Linked DNA regions of Sus scrofa: regions 2 and 3 are each linked to region 1. A link is a contact called in public HiChIP or PLAC-seq data. All regions are on one chromosome and are shown on one strand. The core of a region is the stretch at or near the end of the contact, and the rest is flanking DNA. Distances in the headings are between cores, read along the strand shown. Region 1 has its middle 31 kb from the start of CEBPB. Region 2 overlaps LOC110257431 (a long non-coding RNA gene). Region 3 has its middle 78 kb from the start of PTPN1.

Region 1 (2,700 bases), core at 114-2,613:
ATCAATGTCCATGGCTCCGAAAAGGGGTTAAAAGAAAAAGCCTTTATAGTCAGGCCTGGATTCCACTGTGGGCTCCCCTGCTTATAACTATGCGGCCTTGGGTATGCCACGGTTCCTCTCTGGGTCCCGGCTTCTCTATCTGCACAACGAACATGGCAACATGCCAGCCTCATAGATTGTCGGCTGACATCTATCAGCCAGCCCAGAGTTTGTCTCAAATCAAAGAGGGGTATTGTGGGGCTGGTGATGTGTACCCTATTTGAATTCCCCCATTGCTGGGGAACTCAGTCCCTTACAGAATTGATTTTCCAGCAATAAAACTTCTCCTTATTTTGAACTAAATAAAACCTGCCTTTCCCAGGACCATCCCAGGCTGGCTGTGGAGCCCTCTCTGCCCTCTGTTCCTCCTCTGACAAATGAAATGAGGCTGCTGACCTTGCAGAGAGGGCTCAGTCATTTGACAAACATTTACTGGGCTCCTACTGTGTGCCAAGCATTGGTCTTGGCACTGGGGACACAGCAGTAAACAAGACCAACAAAGTCTCCAATATCATGGAGCTGATGTTCTATGGAGAGGAGACTGACATTAACTATACGAACCCTTAAGGAATACAACAACTAGATAATTATTTATTGGGGAAATCTAAGTATCAGAAGCATCCAAACAAGAGAGAGACATTTAGAACTTATTTTTCTCATCACCTTATTTTTAAACAACATCACTGTATGCATCAGATGATATACCCTCTCAGCTTAAAACCTTTCCGTGGCTTCCATCGTCTTCAGGATCAAGTCTACGTGCCGTAATACAGCAATAGGGCTGCATGTGATCCAGAGCCTGTGGCCCTCTGTGAACTCACCCCCTTGTCCACTCCACTCAAGCCACAATGGCCTCCTCACTGTTCCTGGAACATGCCAAGCTCTCTTTCAGTTCTCAGGCCTGCCACACAGGCTGTTCCCTCCACCTGAAGCTCTTCCTCTCACTCTCCAACTAGCCAGCTCAGGACAGTTGCCATCCTGTACCTCAGGGAAACATATCTGAGCCCAGTCTTGCCTATCAGTTTGGCTCACTTGGCCTCCTTCCCCTTATCCCTGCAAAACTCCACGCAAAACGGAAAGAAAAATAGCCAGGAAAGACCGTGAGTCATTTGTTTACAGGCCAATTAATTACTAAGCTCAAAAACTTGATTTCCATTCTTCCCTTTTTTCCCCTCTCTGCCCTTTGAGAATGTTTGGAATCCACATTGTTTCCCAATGCAAAAGTATGTCAAGATTATTTTTAGCAAACGCACATGATGGCTGAGACTGTTATTCATCCCCCCGCGTCAGTGGGGAGCCGTCCAGAGAGTATGCGGGCTGCTTAATGCTCTTCAGATGTGGCTTCTGGGAGGCCAGGATGTCTGCAATAAGCCTTGGTGGCACTGGGGTCAGTGGAACCCAAGTGGGGTCCAGGGCTGAGAAACTGGGGATAGAGGTGCTGGGCTGCAGTTTCTCCTCCTGACCAGGGGTGGCACTGTGTTGAGGAGGTGCAATTTTCCCCAAACTGGCTTATTTCCTGAACTAGCAAGTGGGGAACCTGGGTATTCCAGCGACTTGTCCCTCCACTTCTCATCTTTTGAAGAGGAGTAGGAGAAACCTAATCCATTCACCTTTGGTTCAATCAGGATGGAAAAGCCTGTTCTGTCTAGCTGATACTACTGTGGCTTCTCTGATCACTTCTCCACCCTCCTACCCCCACTCCCACCCTCCACCACTGTCAGCCAACCCTGGCCACCCCTCGCATTCTCTGAGAGCCCAGGTTGGGAAGTAGGAGCAGCCTTGTGGTGGGAACTCTTCCAAGGGCTTCCTTTCAGGATGGCTGCTTCTTGTCCCTGTCCCAGGAGCTGTAAGAAATCAACTTCCAGCAACCTCAAGGGAACAAGAAAGGACTTGTCTCCAACAGAGACTGTTACCCAGCAATACAGGTGACATTATGGCTGTGGAGTAGAAGATTGTCACCTCCAGAAGGACGGAGAGTATCTCTCATGGTCTGTGTCCCCAGGGCCTGGTCTATAGTGGGTGCTCAGTAAAGACTTAACTAAATGATTGTGACCTGAGTTCCAGGCTCAGTGTGCAAACCAGTGTTGTCACCCGTTTTTCTCAACCTCAATATCCCATCTTGCAAATAGGTAACTGACCCCTAACCCTACAGGGAGGTTTGCCAGCTCAGCTGCCTACAAGAGCCAGGCAGGGGCATAAAAGTGAAACGGGTCAGGGGCAGCTATACTGTCTGTGGGGGAGCAGCCATTCTTCAGCTCTAGCACACAGCACTTACAAGCCCAGAGTACCTGGATCTTTTCATTTCTCAAGGGAAGCCAGAAATCTGGATGTTTGCATGCAACATCCTAAATTTTCAGTGTTGGCAACTTATTTTAACTTTCAGCAAAAGCATAACACAGGCCAAACCCAACACGCCTCGAGGCCGACCCGGCCCATGGGCCGCCAGTTTGAGTCCTTGGTGGTTAGCGTTTGTGGCTCACTAGGCCTTGAACAGGCCTGTCACACCCAAGCCTGGGACAGGGGGTTGGGATGGAGAAGGTAGCACAAGCCTCACCCCATGTGGGAGTAGCTATTATCCCAGCTTATGGGAGGGCTGGGCCGGACTCGTTGGTGCTGGGGCTGTGGGCATTGCCTGCAGAGCTCTGCCTTCCACTTAATTAA
Region 2 (2,700 bases), core at 141-2,640, 170 kb before region 1:
AGTGGCACCTGTAACAGTGTCTCTCCCCAGCCTCCTGGAATTGTTGGGGGATGAAAAGAGATAAAACAGATCAATCATTGAGCCCAGAGCCTAGCTCGTGCCCAAACTCTCGGTCAGTGTCAGCTGTCAATCATTATTTGCAAAGTTACTATAAATTACTGAGCACTCCTGTATGCCAGGCTGGGCGGTATACATCCTCTCTACTTTAAGCCTCATTTCTCCCTGTGAGGGACGGTTATTATTGACTCCATTTTAAACACAGAGAAACTGAGCCTCTGAGAGCTGACTTGGTTTTCCAAAGGTAAAGTTGTCATACAGGAACACAGATGGGCTTTGAACCTGCGTCTGACCTCATTCTTGTATTGTTTCTGGGTTCTGCCTCCTGTGAATCGAATCAGGCTCCAGGGTTTGAGGAAACAGTCACCCACATGACCGCCAGTATCTCTGCACTCCAGGAGGGACGCCTGCCTTTCCTGGAGCCAGCCAGCTCAGGATACACCCTGGGCCTGGGGTGTGGACAGGCCACGGGTGATGGCTGCCCCGCTGCAGTGCAGGGCGGAGAGGAGCAGAGCCACCCTCAGCCCTTCTGCGGCCTTCCTCTTGAATCAGGAGTCCAGCTGGGCACCCGTGTCCCATCAATAAACGTGCCCCAAAATAGCTCACTGGGCCTGGCCAGGGCGAGAGGACCAGGACGTCCTGTTCCCACCGGCTCTGGCCAGAGAATGACCGTGTATTGGCCTTCCCCTTTAGAGGCTACTAGAAGGGAGGGCAGTGCTCATCCTGCCTTATGGGAATGAGCTGAGCCCCCGGACACTAATACCCCCAACCTGGGATGCTGTGATGCTTCCCAAATGCACTGCTGATGAAATTGGGCCAATGGCTTTTATCTTAGTGGACAGTCTCCTGCGGAGGTTCAAAGCTGGAGTGCTGGAGTCTGACTGGTGTGAGTTCAAATTCTGACCTTGACTTTAGCCATTTCCTAGCTGTGTGACTTTTGGCAAGTGACTTTCCTTCTCTGAGCCTTTGTTTTCTCAACTGGAATATGGGGCTAAACATTTATTTCATAGGGTTGTTGTTGTGCTTTAGTGAGTTTGTATTTACACAAAACAGGTTGTAGACTTGGAAGTTTTATTTATCTGTTCCTCTCCCTCATCCCTGCAACATGAGCTTCACTAGGCAGGAAGCTTGGTGGTTTAATGATGAACATCAAGGCCCATGGAGGTGCTCATGGCTATTTGTTGAATAAATGGGATGAGGGAATGAATGAATGAATGGAAACGCCAGGCACATAGCAAGTGCTCAAAAATGCTTAGCGCTTCTCACTGTCTTAATGTGCCTTTGAAAAAAGAGAAACTCAAAGATCAAATGTGACTCACAAACAGGATTGGCCAAGATGTGGAGAAAGTTAAAGTGAGTCAAAGGAGAGAAAGACAAATGCTACACACAGAAGAACTGGAGGGATCTGGAGGGGCAAAGCCAGGGCCTGTGGCTCCTGGAAGCTGGGGAACATGGGGACAGTGGGCCCTGGTTCTGGAGTTCTGAGACGAGGGTGCTGGGAGTACCCGCCTCTAGGCATGACATCTGACCTCCCGGGTCATCGCTGTGAACGTGCATGTGAGGGTGCCAGGGCCTCCTCCATCTGAAGAGCTGACTGCAGGGGGAAGAAGTGGACAGGTTGGGCAGCTCCTAATAATCTCAGCAGCAGCACTGATTCACGCCCATGCAGCCAGCCCCATGCAGGCCCTGATCTTTGTGTGCAGCTACTACTATTGCTCCCACTTTACAGAGGAGGACACCGAGGCCCAGATGTGGGCTGCCCAAGGCTGCAGGACAGTGAGCGGTCAAGCCCTCCCACCGCACTCCAGCCAAATGAGACCCCAAACCATCCCTGAGCCCACGGGCTCCTCTCTGCGGGGTCCTCCGGAGCATTCCCTCCTTTGGAACACTCTGCCCAGTCTTCTCTCTGGGCCAGTGTCACACTTCCTCGGGCCCCTCCTTGGGGCAGCCTCCCCACCTCCCAGCTCCTGATGCCTCTTGCTAAGCTGTGACAGTTGTATATCCACCTGTTCTCAGGCTCTTAGGGGCAGTGGAGGGTCTGCATTTTCTCTGGTACACAGTCTCCAGCCCATAGCGGGCACTGCTGGAAACTGGGGAACAAACACACTCTTGGGTACAGCTGTGAGTCAGGAGCTGAGACCCCCAGAGCCTTGAGTCCAGGATTGCACCGGGGACAGGTGGTGGGTGGAGGGGACACTGTGATTACTGAGTCATGAGCCATGCTCTGGGCCTTCCTGCTACTCCCTGGTCTGTTCATATACGGAGACAGCCCTGCCCAGGGCCCAACAGTGTAGGTTCAAACACTGGCTGAGCTTCCACCTCTTAAGGAACCCTGGCCATGTGATTTTATCCCCTTGGCCTCAGTTTCCCCACCTGAAGACTGAGGAAAACAATAGGGTTATTGGAGTGTTAAATGACTTTAATATACAGTTAGCACTTAGAATCCTGCCTGGCACATGGCAAATGCTTTATAAGTACTAGCAACATTATTATTATTAGGTAAGATGGGTTATTCCAGGCTATAAGGGAGAAGTTTGGACTTTATCCTTGAGGGCTTGGTAGCAGTGGACAGATTTTTAAACCTGCTCTGAGCTGGTCTGGATGACACGGAGATGTGGGGTTGATGCTAGAAGATCTGGCATC
Region 3 (2,710 bases), core at 25-2,524, 190 kb before region 1:
GGAAGAGCAGGGTCAGCGGGTAGGGGCTGCAGTGACACTCTATGCCTCGGTTTCTACATCTGCAGAACGGAGATCACAACAGACCACACCTCAGCAGGATTCTCAGCTGCTGTGCTCTTGACATCGGGTGCCGGATAATTCTCAGCTGTGCATTCTCGGGGATGTCCTATGCATCGAGGGGAACTGAGCAGCATCACTGGCCTCCACCCAGTAGATGCCAGGAACATCTTCCCCGTTGTAACAGCACAGAATGTCCCCGGATGTAGCCTAAATCTCCGTGGGGGGGGGGGGGCAAAAATGGCCCCTGGCTGAGAACTGCTGCCTCAGAGTTACCACCTTGGGGGTTGAAAGAGATGATGTGGGTAAAGCACCTGGCACGGAGCCTGGCACTCAGCAGCTTCTCAGGAAACGGGAGCTGCTATCTGGTCAAGAGGGTGGCTGGGTTGGAATCCTGGCTCTGCCACTTAACGAGTTAGCAGTTGGCCTTGGGCAAGTGACTCTAGCTCTCTGAGCCTCTGTTTCTTCACCTGTAGAATGGAATAATAGAGCTCACCGTCTTGGGACTGTCAGGGGGATTAAGGAGCATGTCTCGTCCACAGTAAGTGCTCAATAAATGGGCACTCTGAGGATGAAGAGGAGGATGATGGAGGCTCCCGGGAAAAGGGGGAGCAAGGGAAAGGGCACTTTGCAGGAGTAACCTGGGGTCTCCAGAGTGTGTGGCCCCGCATTGCTGAGGGACATGCAGTCACAACTGCCCACACCTGGGAGGGCAGCTGGCTCAGACCCTCAGCCCCACTGGGCTCTTTAATAATTAAGCTGGATAAGGGGTAGCAAGGCTGGAAGGCCAGCAGTGAGCAGGGCCTGGCCTTGTTTGGCTTTGGTGACGTGATGGCCCTGGGATCATGGCCTTCTTGAGCCCATAAACAGGGGGTTGGGCCCCGAGACAGGCAAGGCCAGGCCAAGGTCTGTGCCAGTGGCCTTGTGTCCGAGTCATACAAGGGATGGAAGAGGGGGTGCTCAGGGGCAGCCGAGAAGGGGGTGCCGTGGAATGAGGGCTGTTTTTCAAGGGTCAGCCCTCACCTCGCCCTTTCTCTCTTTCCTCCCCTCCCCACCCCCTCTTACTGTCACTGCAGTTTAGTGAGCACTTACTGCCTGCAGAGCTCTGCCAGAGCACTTCCTGTGGATGGACTCCCACTGTCCTTAGCCTTGCTCTGTCCCCTCCCCACAGGAGCGAGGCCTGTGACTATGAGCCCCATTGCTCAGGAAAGGAATCAGAGGCGCTGAGTCACACGGGAGGCGGGGGGGTCGGGTGGGCAGGTGCGAAGCCACATCCCAGCCCAGGCCTGGAGGCTCCCCAGCTTGCACTTAACCCCACCGGCCCACCGCCTCTCACCTCCTCCTCTGTTCTCTCCCCCCTCCCCCCCCACTCTCTCTGAACAACTTTCTATTGATGTTTGTCTGTATCTCCAAGTCTCTCATTTTCCACCTCAATTTCCCCTTTTTGCTCTGTGTCTCTCACCCTCTCCCTCACTTTCTTTCTTTCTGGTTCTCTATTTCTCTTCTTCACCTCTCTGCATCTCTAGGTTTGGCCCTCTGTCTGTCTGTCTGTCTGCCTCTCTCTCTTTCCTTTTCTCCCCCACTTCGCCTGCTCCCTCTGACTGCCCCGCCTCCAGGCCCTGTCTCCCTCCAGCCCTTGTCCCGACGCCAGCACATTATGTCCCTGGTCAGACCCTGACGTCAGGCGGGGCCTGGCGGACGGCCACCCGCGGCCGCTGCCGGGCAGGCGGAGGGAGTGCACACTTTCCCGGTCGCCCAGCCCCACAGCCTGGGGCTTCAGTTTGCCCAGCCTGGCCCCAGCTGGCCGGACGGAGAGTGGACAGTGGCGCTTGGTGGCCGCCTGGCCTGGAAACCTGGAACTGCAGATCACCGGCCCTCCCTCCCCATCACCCCAACCCGAGGGTCATATTCCTGGACCTGCCTGCCTGGTCCCCAAGAGGAGACTGTATGGTGTGGGGACAAGACCTGGGTCCGAGTCCTGACTGTGTCACCTTGGACAGTTCACCCAGCCTCTCTGAGCCTCATCTGTGAAAAATGGGGCCATTAAGGCACCTATCTCTCAGGTGTGCAGGGAGAGACTCAACTTGATAGGGGGCTTGCAGTGTGGGAGAGGTGCTTGGCCCACAGCAAGAACTCACTGTCATCATAGGGTCCCATCCAGAAGTCCTCAACAGGGGAAGCCTTGGCCTGGGTGACACATGACTGGGGGCCACAGCTGGTGCTGAGAGGGTAGGGACGTGCCATGTGGGGGATGGCCAGGCACGATGAAGGAACACCCCACCCAAAGAACAAACAGTGCCCCTGCTGAGAAACCCTGCCCAAGCCCAGTTGGTCTCAGGCCCCATCACAGCTTGAATAAGTGGTGAAAAAAATGTAATATTTCTTGTTTGGTTTGTTTGGTTTTCTCCCCTTCTGATTTTCAAAAGCAATGCAATTTCCTTGAAGGACATTTTGAAGGGCACCTGAGAATCCAGGTTTAAAACAGACTTTGGGGTTGGATAAAACTGGGTTAAATCCAGCTGTGTGACCCCTGGCCAGTGGTTTCACCAGCTGAACCTCAGTTTCCTCATCTGTCAAATGGGGATAATAAACATTTAAGTGTTAGAGAGTTGTTGTGGGACTTAAGCAAAACAATGCTTACAAGGCAAAATAG

What was found. HiChIP or PLAC-seq counts read pairs in DNA pulled down with a chosen protein or histone mark.
Region 2: an H3K27ac HiChIP or PLAC-seq map of alveolar macrophages shows a contact between it and region 1. The contact joins two enhancer-like sites. A contact is called at or near these places in 1 of 47 Hi-C or Micro-C datasets (embryonic fibroblasts) and 2 of 2 datasets of contacts at active chromatin or transcription factors (alveolar macrophages and skeletal muscle).
Region 3: a contact with region 1 is called in an H3K27ac HiChIP or PLAC-seq map of skeletal muscle. The contact joins two enhancer-like sites. A contact is called at or near these places in 1 of 47 Hi-C or Micro-C datasets (embryonic fibroblasts) and 2 of 2 datasets of contacts at active chromatin or transcription factors (alveolar macrophages and skeletal muscle).

The regions. Positions count from the first base shown.
Region 1 is chr17:51,752,529-51,755,228 of Sscrofa11.1, reverse strand. No RefSeq gene overlaps it. Among named protein-coding and RNA genes, the nearest start is that of CEBPB, 31 kb to the right of the region's middle. Within about 2 kb of position 1,363, at least 26 of the 83 cell types and tissues checked have an H3K27ac peak or open chromatin away from gene starts, as enhancers often do. A contact at or near this core is called in alveolar macrophages and skeletal muscle, where this site is marked.
Region 2 is chr17:51,918,606-51,921,305 of Sscrofa11.1, reverse strand. All of the region lies in intron 1 of LOC110257431 (a long non-coding RNA gene), which reads right to left. Among named protein-coding and RNA genes, the nearest start is that of PTPN1, 97 kb to the left of the region's middle. Within about 2 kb of position 1,390, at least 10 of the 83 cell types and tissues checked have an H3K27ac peak or open chromatin away from gene starts, as enhancers often do. A contact at or near this core is called in alveolar macrophages and skeletal muscle, where this site is marked.
Region 3 is chr17:51,938,040-51,940,749 of Sscrofa11.1, reverse strand. No RefSeq gene overlaps it. Among named protein-coding and RNA genes, the nearest start is that of PTPN1, 78 kb to the left of the region's middle. Within about 2 kb of position 1,274, at least 31 of the 83 cell types and tissues checked have an H3K27ac peak or open chromatin away from gene starts, as enhancers often do. A contact at or near this core is called in skeletal muscle, where this site is marked.